3 separate regions of the Mus musculus genome follow, and all the other regions are linked to region 1. Evidence: chromatin contacts called from public promoter capture Hi-C data. All regions are on one chromosome and are shown on one strand. Each heading gives the region's core, a stretch centred on a gene start, on an enhancer-like site or on the middle of the called end of the contact. The rest is flanking DNA. Distances are from core to core; before and after follow the strand shown. Region 1 holds the start of Sh3bp4 (SH3-domain binding protein 4). Region 2 holds the start of Per2 (period circadian clock 2). Region 3 holds the start of Pde6d (phosphodiesterase 6D, cGMP-specific, rod, delta).

Region 1 (3,699 bases), core at 369-2,868:
CCAAGCCTCTCACTTTGAAGGACTTAGCCAGCACCAACAGGAGAATAGGAGTGTGCTCTGGGATCCCTAGGGCCTGCCTAGATCTTGCTTCCTGGGCAGGGTAGCGAAGCTCTAGGTAGCTTGTTTTACCTAGCTACCTAGATGACACTGTGTAACAGCTAAATGCTCCCCAGCACATTGAAATACAGCCGCTGTCCATCTAAGGATGCCAAAAACGCTCTGCAAACCACCCATTAATTTTTATGGTTGGCCCAGGAAGCAGATTGAGAATCATTACTGTCATTTTTACAAGGCTCGGTACCAAAACCACGGACTGGGCTGAGGTTTCGGCCCTCCCACCACCATTCTCTCCATCTGTACCCACCATCTCATGGGAAACCCCAGTACATCAAAAGGGTACTCATAACTATCAGAAACAGCCTTTGTGGTAAGGCAGGTCAAAAATTCCAAACTTTGGGCACGAGACAATCAAGGGTTTCAAGCAAGGGTTTTCTTGAGGTTAGGCAAGAAGGCGCCAGGTATAATTCAATGATTAAATCTACAAGGCTGCGACATCCCCACCCCCCACCCCCAACGAATGTGGGATCGGCGTAGATCTCGTGTTTATTTCCGCTCTGGACACTCATTGCTTTTATAATCAGAGCAAAAGTTATACGAACTTTATTTCTGCTGCTAAATCACAGAACACCAATCTGATGCACTAACAAGGGAAGAATAAACACGAATAAAGCCCAGCATGGTATTCCCTTTCAAATCTCATAGCTCCACGAGGCTCCACAACCTTCTGCGCACGCAGAGCGGCCAGCCAGCTCTCCGCCACTCCTCCCGCGCGGCATCTGCAGGCGCCCCACACCCGGGAAGGGCCAGCGCCAGCCAGCCCCACAGTCCGCACCGCTAAGCCCCCCAAACCTGCATACTACAACGCCAGATCCCAGCTGGGAGCCTCCTGGCCCCCAAACCCTCTAACAAGACACACTGGGCGGCGCAGGGCGGCTTCACGGTAAACAGCACTTGCAGAACAACGCTCCTCTATCCTAACCGCTCCCACCCGCACACCCCAGCGCTGTCACCTCGGGGCTGCGCGGTCACTCGATCACCAAGACAGAAACTGGAGTTTTCAATTTCATCCTCCAGGAGGGCTCTCCGAAGAAGTTGAAATGTGCATTGTCACCAAGTTTAACCCAAAGCCGCGCTCTCTTCGCTCCTTCTCAGAACCGCGCGGGTGGCGCCGCGACCCCCTCCGCCCTCCCCGCGCCCCGGGCCCTAGCGACCACGATCCGCAGCCCAGGTCGGGCTGTGACCACAGAGGGCAGGGAACCGGGAGCTCAAGGGGCTCGGAGCTGCTCCAGGCTAGCCGCGCCCCAGAGCCCGGGATGCTGCCCAAAGCCACAGCGCGCGCGGGGATAGGGTGCGCCGTCCGACCCTAGGCTCCTACCTGGCTCGCATGGCGCCCCACGGGTCCTGCGGTTCTCTTGTCCTGTGGGGCTCACCCGGCCGGGGGCGCGCGCGACTCCCGGTACCGCGGCCTCAGCGATCGAGGCAGCAGAGGTGGTGAGGTGCCCAGACGCCGCGACAGCCCAGAGCGCTCGGCCCCCGCCAGCGGGCGCAGAGGTGGTCTGGGCCGGGGCGGGGCGCGAGCGCGGGCGGGGCCGGGGCGCAAACAGCGGGCTCCAGGAGGGCGGAGCGCAAGCAGAGACCGCGGGAGGGGCGGGGCCAAAGCTGGGGGCGGAGCGAGGAAGAGGCGGGTCAAGCTCAGGCTGGGGCGTAGGGACCGGGGGCGGAATCGCACTCTCAAGGCGGAGTCTTTGTCGGAGAGGCGGGGCCTAGACGATACTGGGGCAAAAGTGGGCGGGGTGTGCTCAAATGAGCGTGGTCAATATGAGGTTGGAGCAAGTAGGGGCTGTGCCTCGAGCTGGGGGAGGGCAGTTCTTAGTAAAGGCGGGGCCTGGATGAAGGGGGCGGGATGTCCCGGAGGGGCGGGGCCGACTGAGCCGCTGATTTACTTAAAGAAGCGGCTTGGCTTACTGGCGCCTCCAGTGCTCCGGCGCGATTCCCGCCAACACTCCTTGTCTCCTTCCTTAACAGCGCCAGTTAAGAGAGTGGGGTTAGGGCCTCGGGATCTTTACCCCTGGACCCAGAAATGAGCAAAGATGATGGAGACCTCCGGTGCTCTGTTTTGGGGAAGCCTCTGATCCCCCGGGAGTGGTTAAGCAGTAAAACCGAGAAAAAACAAACAAAACTCAGCTTAGGGAACAACTACAAGTGGAGGAGAGCTGCCTGCGAGGCAGATTGCAACTGAATACATGTCAGCATAGTTACACTTCCTCTGCCCAGACTCACATACAGAAGTAGACGCTCGATGCGAGCTCAGTGAATGAACACACTGCGAGGCAGCGGAGCAAAAGCCCAAGCTCATGAGTCATCTCTCACGGGAGTAGACAGAGGCCTGTAGGGGTTGATTGCCTCAGTGAGGTCGAACCAGCCTTTGACTGCTGTGGTGGTGAGGCCAGGGAATGAAGGCTTCCACTTGGAACCAGTGGCAATCATGTCTTCAATGTTGCCACAGATCCAAATCCAGCAGCCCACTGAGTCCATCTTCACTATCATCGCTGGCGACAGATACCATTTATATTTTCTAAGTGACTTCAGACGTTAACACAGATTATCATATTCGGCAAGATCACATGGGAGAGGGCTTCAGAGTCGGAATACTAGCCAGTTTTCTATCTCCCGTGTTCTTTATGCTCCCCTTCCACTCCACCCTTGCACTCGGGCTGCCCGCCTTCCCCCACCCCCACCCCCACCCCGCTCTAGATGTAGTCCTAGTGGAGTCAGGTAGACATACTGGTCAACCTAAGGCTAAGAGGGTAGAATTTCATATTCTCTTAGAACATGGAAACGAGTACAATTACTCCTTAAGTGTAGCTGTCGACCTTAAAAGAAGCAGTCTCCTGAAGGTGCAAGTGACTTACATGGTTGGAGGGGGTGGGGGTGGAGGAGACAAAAGCATCCAGACTGGAGGGCGTGTCAGGAGCCAGCCTGCTGTGCTGGGATCTCTAGGCCTCTGTGTGAGTCACTTGCCTCTGAGTATGAAAATTAAATACAGAGCATAAGCCTCAGCAGAATGCCTAGCACAAAGTAGCCATCACTAAATATTAGCTATTTGTACTGCCGTGACTCCGAATGTCTCCTGTCTAAACCATGTCAGAAAGAGGGAGAGGGAGAATATGCATGAACGTGGGCTGGGGTTATAGCTAGAGTTGGTAGAGTGCTTGCCAAACATGCACAAAGCCATGGGTCCCATCCTCAGCGCCAAGAAATGGGGATGTAGTCACTCAAGCCCACACTCAAGAGATTCAAGGGGGATTCAAGGAAGGTGGATGCAGAAGGATCAAAAGTTGAAGGTCATACTCCCCTACATAGTGAATTCAAGATCAGCCTGGGATGTGTGAGACCCTGTCTTGGAGAATGGAAAGATGGATCAGAGGTTAAGCACTGGTTGCTCTTCCAGAGGGCCACGCTTCGGTTCCTAGCTCCCACAACCATCTCTAACTGGAGTTCCAGGGCATCTGACACTTTCCCTTGCCCTTCACGGCACCAGGCGTACCAGTGGCACACAGACATATATTCAAGCAAACATTCATTTACACAAAATGAAAATAAATCTTTTAAAAAACAAAGACCTGTTGGGTTAGGTGT
Region 2 (3,671 bases), core at 634-3,133, 2.4 Mb before region 1:
AAAAAAAAAAAAAAAAAAAAGAAAGAAAGAAAGAAAGAAAAGAAAGAAGAATCCAACCAAAACCAGAGACAAATTAGATTCCAAAGAGTTCTAGAGTCCCCACAGTATTGTGTTTCCAAAAGAATTGATTACTATGTCTTTCTAGACTTACTGGTGGAAATAGAAAAGGCTAAACTTAGGGAGGAACTGTGACATTACATTGCAGGCCAAATGTAGAGCAAGACAAGAAAAAGCTGAGCATGAAGGAGACTCTGCCAGGTGGATGAGCTGTGTACTCTTGTTTCCAGAACAATGTAGCCACCATTGCCGTCAATGTAAGCGAGGAAACAAAAGGCCCTTTGGGTGTGTGCAGGGTGCAGCTTGGCCCAGCTCTGCTCAGTGTTTGTGTGTGTTGGGGAGTGTGGTGAGGTGTCAGTGTCAGAGGAACCAGAGGTGCTGCCCTGCCCCCTGCAGTGTGAGTCAACATCTGGCTTCCCAGGGCTTCTTTGGAAAGGGCTGCTGAAATGAACTTAGTCTCTGCCCCCATCTGCATCTGAGGAATTGCATGCCTGTCCTGCCAGGCAGACAGAAAGAAGTAGCTCCCACACGGAATTCTTGAATGTGGGTTAGCCGGCTGTGTACACCAGCAGCTCAGTTTGTTAGCAGACTTCTGTTGCTAATGTTTGCCTCCTTTCCATTCCTGGTTCCTAGGACACCCCAGGGGAAGATTCAGAGTAGTGGATGCTACTAGGCTTCAAGTTCCCTGGCAATGACAAATGACCTTTTTACCCTTGGAAGACGTGACAAGCTTGCCTTCTCCATCACACCTTGCATGAGTCTTTAGGTTGTTCTCTGTCAGCCTCAAACCCGCTCCGAGGAAACTTCTACTCCCTCCTTTGACCCTTTGGACAGGAGCCTGAACGCTTTAGTAGGCTTCCAGACAGTGCTCTTGAAAGAACCAAATAGCTTCAACCAAGGTTCCACAGGGGCAGGGCTGTCCTATCACTGGAGGAGTACCCTCCCCTGACTAGCTAGTGTCTGTAGCTTCCACTTCAGAAAAGCCCTGCTGTTCCAGATGCACACCCCGCTTCCATAGTTCCTGTAAGGTTAATAAACTACACCACCGCATTTGGTTAAGCTTCCCTGTAGAACGTCAGTCTTCTCTCCCTATGTGATTGAGGGCAGGAAGAAATCACTTCTTTCCTTTGTATCTCTGCACGGCAATTATGACCTTATTTCCTGAATCAACACTAACTAGCAACACGCAGTTTCAGAAACAAGAAAGGCTAAGTGGGAGTTTTGTGCTTTGGCCCATCTGGAATGACGGTCAGCCTGGGGGGCCTGTCCTAGGGTCACCCAGCCTGTCCTGGGAAGGTGCTCAGCAGCAGATCCAGAGGGGCCGTCCTATTTGCCCTCAAGCGTCTCGCCATGAATGAATGAGAGGGGAAATGAATGAACTGGGCTGGATGAGCGAAAGGTGTCAGCAGAGAGCATTCTCGGTCCTTCGGATTACCGAGGCTGGTCACGTCGTCGCAGGTGATAGGCCGGTGGCCCTGGTCTCTGCCGGCTGTGAGTTGCGCAGCGGCCAAGCACCATTCCCCCGCGCCGCAGTGGTACGCGCCACTCCGGGGCTGCACGAGCGGGCCACCGCCGTGCCAGGTGAATGGAAGTCCCGCAGGCCGGAAGTGGACGAGCCTACTCGCCCGGGCGCGGGGGGGCGCAAGAGCGCGCAGCATCTTCATTGAGGAACCCGGGCGGCGAACATGGAGTTCCATGTGCGTCTTATGTAAAGAGAGCGACGGGCGTCTCCACCAATTGATGAGCGTAGCTCTCAGGTTCCGCCCCGCCAGTATGCAAATGAGGTGGCACTCCGACCAATGGCGCGCGCAGGGGCGGGCTCAGCGCGCGCGGTCACGTTTTCCACTATGTGACAGCGGAGGGCGACGCGGCGGCAGCGGCGCTACTGGGACTAGCGGCTCCGGGCGGCTGCGGCGCAGGCCGAGCGCACCAAGTGACGGGCCGAGCAAGGGACAGACGCGCGGGTTGACGCGGCGAAGCGGTGAGTGGCGCGGCGCTGGGCGGTGGCGCGGTGCTGGGCGGTGGCGCGGACCTGGACGGCCGTGGTCGTCTTACGTAACCGGCGGCTCGGACAGCTGGAGCTGGGGTCCTGAGCCAGGAGTTGCCGACTGTGCAAACGGCTGCAACTCGGCAGAATGTAGATGGAACTGCGCGGTGACCCTTTTCCAGGTTCACACTGCTGTCCCCATTTCTCAGGTTAGGCACTGAGGTCGGAGAGATTAGTTAGGCATCTTGTCCGAGGACACAGAGACATTGAGTGATCACGACACCAGACTGAGCACGCCGACTCCCATGGTGCTGTCCAAGGAAGCCAGGGTCAGTGCAAACTGTTCCTAGGATGGGTCCAGAGGGTCCCCTAAGGAGCTGGCTTCCTGCTATGAGTTCAGAGAGTCAAGTCTGGCCCTGGGGGAAGGACCACTGGTAGGCACTGACTCCCAGCGGTGGGAAAGGGGTTAAACAGAGAAATACCCAGTGCCAAGCCACACCTGCCCCTCCCCGCCCCTATGTCAGGGAGACCACTTTGTCCACCCACTTTGATTTCCGTGGCATCCTCCACGCCAGTATTTCCTGTCTCCAGATGGACTGGGAGTATGTCAGGAGAGGGGGGAGAGGTCCACTCTTAAGCTGGAGCAGTCACATCGTCATCCTTTGAGACATACCTTGGCTGCCAAGCACAGACATGGACCAAGAGGTGGGCGGTGGCCTGCTTCTTCTGCAAGAACCCTGGTTGCCAGGGTTTCTGTAACGTATACACAAGGAACCAGTTTGGAAAGCTGATTCATACGGAACAAGGGAGCCAGAAGGCTCCCTGGAAATCATCCAGGGTAACCCCTAGCTTGAAGAGGCACAGCCACAGGCTGGCAAGCTGTACCACTGTAAAAACCAGGCCTGGCAGTCTCAGGATCTGTTTCTCCTCCTTGGTCCACATGCTTACCAGAGGTGCAAACCTGAAGGGAAGCATGTCCACTCTGTCTTAGTCTCTGGAGTCTAGGTCGGATTCGTCTGATAACCAGAGTCTGTCTGCCTCAAGGCTTTAATTTAAAAAAGTCGGTTTTGTGTGTGTGTGTGTGTGTGTTTTAAGATATGGAAAGCACCACTTTGTGTACGTTGTTGGAATCTAAGAAAGCCAGGGACTCCTTTATTTTAATGGTAGCTGTACAGTGTGCCCGAATGGAATGGTACTGTGGGTGGCTGCAGTTATCTGTCACTGTCATCTTGGTGTGATTCATTGGTACATAAGTGGCGCAGCTCAGGCTGTGTGTGGAGGCTGGAGTACTGAGCAATGAGGGAGCCCTGCATCAGCCAGCTGGCAGCTACTGGGTACCTCGGCTTACCCTGGGCTCCAGTTTCCTCATCTGAGACAGTCTCTGAGATCTGGCCCTGTGCACGTTTGGAGTTCTGTATCTGCAGACCCTTTTCTCAGGCACCTGCCTAACTAAGATGTGAGAAGTTTGTGAAACCCTGCTGGTGTCACATAACGTCCCTGTGTGAGACGTAGCTGCTGTGCTTAAATGAACTAGGAGAGGTTCCTGATATTTATACAGCTCCTCTCTCAAACTCCAAACCTAGAAAACCCTGAGAGGTATGGGAGCCTATTATAATGGTATAATTTC
Region 3 (4,117 bases), core at 609-3,108, 2.5 Mb after region 1:
CGGATGTATTATGGTGGAAAAGGGCATACGTGGTAGCTGCTGGGAAGGCTCTGCTTCTTGATTTGGGTGATACTTATGGGTGTGTATATCTTCTCTCACCCAATGTATGGCACATCTCATTAACAAAGATAATTCAGGATTAAAAAAAAAAATTAACATGAGGGGAAAATCCTCAACCTCTGAGTAAGAGGTTCTCAGCCTTCCTAACGCAGAGACCCTTTAATACAGTTCCTCATGCCGGGCGTGGTGGCGCACACCTTTAAGCCCAGCACTCGGGAGGCAGAGGCAGGCGGATTTCTGAGTTCGAGGCCAGCCTGGTCTACAGAGTGAGTTCCAGGACAGCCAGGACTACACAGAGAAAAACCCTGTCTCCCCCCCCCCCCAAAAAAAAAACAACAAAAAACCAATTCCTCATGCTGTGGTGACCCCCATCCCTAAAATAATTTTCATTGCTACTTCAGAACTGTAATGTTTCTACTGTATGGATCATAATGTAAACATTTTTGGAGATAGCGGTTTGCCAAAGGGATTTTTGACCCACAGTTTGAGAACCACTGCTTTAAGTTCAAATGTCATTTCCACCATGAAGTTTTGCCAGCTGTTAAAGGCACGTCACCAGAACCTCTAAGGCATTCTCCACTTGATCTTGACTAAAAGGCCAACAAGTAATCCTCTGTGGCATTCTGATATCTTTTCTTTTATGCCACTTGTCAACTCCATCTTGAATCTCCTTATCTCCCTAATCAGTTATGTATCTTCTGAATAACAGTGGCCTATCTTTTACTTAATTCAGTACCCAACCAAAACCAAAAACCAAAACAAGGTTTGTTGAGTTACTTGGAAGAAAAACAAACAAAATGGGTGGGTGATCAAATGGGTGGAGTGGGAACAAGAACAGGAAAGAAGGCCAGAGGAAGGACACAGGCGTCTCCAAGGAAACAGAGGGTTAAACCAACTTTATCTACTTTCTGGGGGAAAAACAATCATTAAATGTCAACTTGAATGTCAAAAAAGCAAATAAAAATAGCAAGACCTATCTAGTCTGAGGATAAAGGACTGTCACACCAGCTCCTTTCAGGAAATCCATGAAATAAATGCTTTCCTATTTTCTGGGTGTTTCAACACTAGTTCAGAAACTGTTCATTAAGGAGAAAAACAATCACATTGCCATGCTTCTAAAAATATTACCTCCCTAGTGTAGTGTAGATACTAGATGACAGGTCAGTAGATGTAAAGCCAGATTTTAACTGTGTCAATTTGCTGTGCTCTCTGGCCAGTCTCTGCCTCACCGGGTCTCTATTTCCTCATATTTAAAAACAAAAGATAAAGAGATTGGATTGGCAAAATCTTTTAAGTCTTCCTGTACTAACATTGAGTATAAACAATCTTTAGCTCACCCAGTCCAAAGCAGAAATATAACATAAACCCTGCAAAACAAGTAAAAATGAACTCCAGACTAATAAACTAACACTATTTGAGGAGGTCATTTTGTTCTGTTATCTCTCGTGGCTTAATATGTGGTTTTGTTGGTGGTTTGCAGTCTTACCATGGTTTGCAGACTCCTGAGTTCCATGTAAACAGAAGTTAACTGTCGGTGGGTTGTCACGTCTCCGGGGTAAAAGAAGACCTTCCTGCTGGGTTTCAAGTAACAGGATTCAGAAACCAACCCCATAGGAGGATTTCAAATATGTGCACACTGCTCGGCACACTGGAACCCAAGTTAAAAAGATGGAGCGCATAGTATGCTGGGACTTGTAGTCCCTGGCCTCTAATGGTGCGCTGGGATCGCCTGTGCTCTCTGGGATGCTGGGAAATGTAGTTTCTGCCACCTTGTACAGTGCAGCCTGCCATAGTCTCAGACCACTAGTGTGCCCGGCAACAAGAGCAGGCATCTCAAACGCCTCTGAAGATTTCAAGCCATCGCTCCTCTGGGACAAACTCTAGGCAACAACACGAAAGAAAATTCTGTCCTCCGGGACTCTCCAAGAGGGCCTTTCCCACTGACGCTCTCCGTCCCCGAGCGAAGCCGCTGAGCGTTGCTATTGGCTACTCAAGATGCCAATCGCCAAGGCTGGCTTGTCATTGGTTTCAAGGCGGGAGCTCCACGACTAGAGGGAAGGAGAAGGGATCAGGAGCGGGAGCTGAGGGGAGGGAGAGGCCGGTTCGGGTCTGGCCGCCACCGCTGTTCACCTGAGGTGTCCGGCCGGGCTGCGGCTGTCCTCGGTTCCTGGGTACCGTCTGCGAGGCCCCGCGGAGCCAGCGTGGGAGGGCCGCGGGCGGCAGGCGCCGCATCATGTCAGCCAAGGACGAGCGGGCCAGGGATATCCTGAGAGGCTTCAAACTGTATCCGCCCGGGAGCAGGGGCGGGGCTGGGAGGAGGCCGTGGCTCTAAGGAGCCAGGCTTTGGCAGGGGCGTCAGGTGGGCACCGGGGAAGAAGGGCTACGAGAAGGGGCAGGAAAGGAACTGTGTGCCGGGCCCCCGGGAGGGACCGCGAACGGGAGGCAGGCACAGGGGCACCCTGAGGGAGAAAGGGGACGTTGATGGAGCCTGGGGGGGGGGGGGGGCGGGGGGGAGGATGGAGGTGGAGGAGCCCCGGGACCTGGCTACTGCGAGAAGAGTTCCCATTTGAAATTAGGGTCCTGAAGGCCGGGAGGCCAGAAGGGGGCTGCAGTCCCCACGCAGAGGCTGAGGGAGTGCAGCAAGCTGGCCTCCTAGCCTGCCTAGGAGCGACTTTGGCGGGAAGCCCAGGGTGGGAGCAGGAGAAAGTGACTCCAAGCAAGTGACCTTGTATGTGGGGGATAATGTACCCCATCCCACCCCACCACACACACATCCGTCTTGTTTTCACAACTTTTCTTCCTCACTTGTGGCTTCTTATAGGGCTGGAGTAGTGGAGAGGTGGGGAAAGAGAAATTAAAGACGGACCCCATCTTAACACTTTGTTGGCCTTTGGAGCATTAACATCTCAAGTTCTCTTTCCAGCGAGATGAGAAATAGGAGGTGTGTGAGATGCATGAGGTACTTTGGTTTTGAACCGACTCCCGGCAAAATTATCTTTGGCATTGCTGAGGTTAACGCTTTATTATGGTGAAGCTGTTCACAATTACTTGATTGTGTTGAGGACACCATATGATATCAGAATTCGTTGTTTCGGTGGACTTGGTGTTGAATGCCTGTGATCCCAGTACTTGGGAGATGGAAGCAGGGGGATCCAGAATTCAGGTCATCCTCAGAGTTTCATAGAGTTCAAGACCAGCCTTAGTTATAGGAGACCCTGCTTCAAAAAGGAAGAAAGTGAGAAGCCAGAGGAGGAAAAGAAACCATTGCTTCAGGCCTGTTGTAGCTACACTGTGACTTTTGCAACCTCTTTATATAGAGAGAGAAAACTTCGAAGCGTTTGTTTTATTTTGGAGACAGGGTCATACAGTGTAGCTCTGGCTGACCCAGAACTTGATGTGTAGACCAGGCTGTCTACCTGTCTCTGCCTCCTGAGTGCTGGAACTGTTAGAACTCAGGGTGTGGCCAGCACCTTCAGCTAGAAGCTGTGTGTTTTGATGGACTATTTGTCACCATAAAATGCAGATGAAATATATTCCAGTTTTACATTCTGTTGACCTTAATCTCTGCTGTACAATATGGAATATTCCTAAGTGCCTCCCTTTGTGGGATGTAACCATCATTTACCCAGCTCCTGCCTCTGGAGGTTTAGGCTTCCCTAAACTGGTTCTCTGAACAACCTGTTGCATTGTCTCAAGACCTGTTTCACATCTTCCAATATCTAATTGCTTGGCTATGGTTAGAAACTAAGGTGAACGTAAATTCTAGAATTCATACAAGGCATGATTAAATCATGGTTATAACCCCAGCACTTGGTGACTGAAGCAAGAGATTGTCATGTGTTCAAGACCAATCTAGGCTGACTCCAAAAAAAGAATGAATCAAAAACAACACCACAAGAACCACGTACCACTGTGTGAACAGTGGTGAACGGATAGACTGGAAGCATAAACGGGGTCATGGGTTTCTGTGGCCCCAAGGGGAAAAACCAACCCAGGAAGTTTTGGGTGCAAAAGGAAAACCCTTCAAGTAAAAACTATACCGAGGTTTTGTGGGGTT

The links. Promoter capture Hi-C pulls out the DNA fragments that hold promoters and counts their contacts. Capture Hi-C pulls out chosen DNA fragments and counts their contacts.
Region 2: a promoter capture Hi-C map of pre-B cells shows a contact between it and region 1, with 5 times the contacts expected there. The contact joins the promoter of Per2 here to the promoter of Sh3bp4 in region 1. A contact is called at or near these places in 1 of 39 promoter capture datasets (pre-B cells) and 1 of 115 datasets of contacts at active chromatin or transcription factors (astrocytes).
Region 3: a contact with region 1 is called in a promoter capture Hi-C map of liver, with 6 times the contacts expected there. The contact joins the promoter of Pde6d here to the promoter of Sh3bp4 in region 1. A contact is called at or near these places in 1 of 39 promoter capture datasets (embryonic stem cells) and 2 of 9 other capture datasets (adipose tissue and liver).

Annotation. Positions count from the first base shown.
Region 1 is chr1:89,068,334-89,072,032 of GRCm38.p6, reverse strand. It overlaps Sh3bp4 (SH3-domain binding protein 4), which reads right to left and starts at 1,618. Exons shown (of 6, transcript NM_133816.3): 1 at 1,436-1,618.
Region 2 is chr1:91,457,540-91,461,210 of GRCm38.p6, reverse strand. Per2 (period circadian clock 2) reads left to right here and starts at 1,883. Exons shown (of 23, transcript NM_011066.3): 1 at 1,883-2,038. It overlaps Gm35591 (a long non-coding RNA gene), which reads right to left. Exons shown (of 3, transcript XR_003948694.1): 3 at 3,441-3,671.
Region 3 is chr1:86,580,526-86,584,642 of GRCm38.p6, reverse strand. It overlaps Pde6d (phosphodiesterase 6D, cGMP-specific, rod, delta), which reads left to right and starts at 1,858. Exons shown (of 5, transcript NM_008801.3): 1 at 1,858-2,343. The coding sequence starts at 2,294. It overlaps Cops7b (COP9 signalosome subunit 7B), which reads right to left and starts at 1,722. Exons shown (of 8, transcript NM_172974.3): 1 at 1,547-1,722.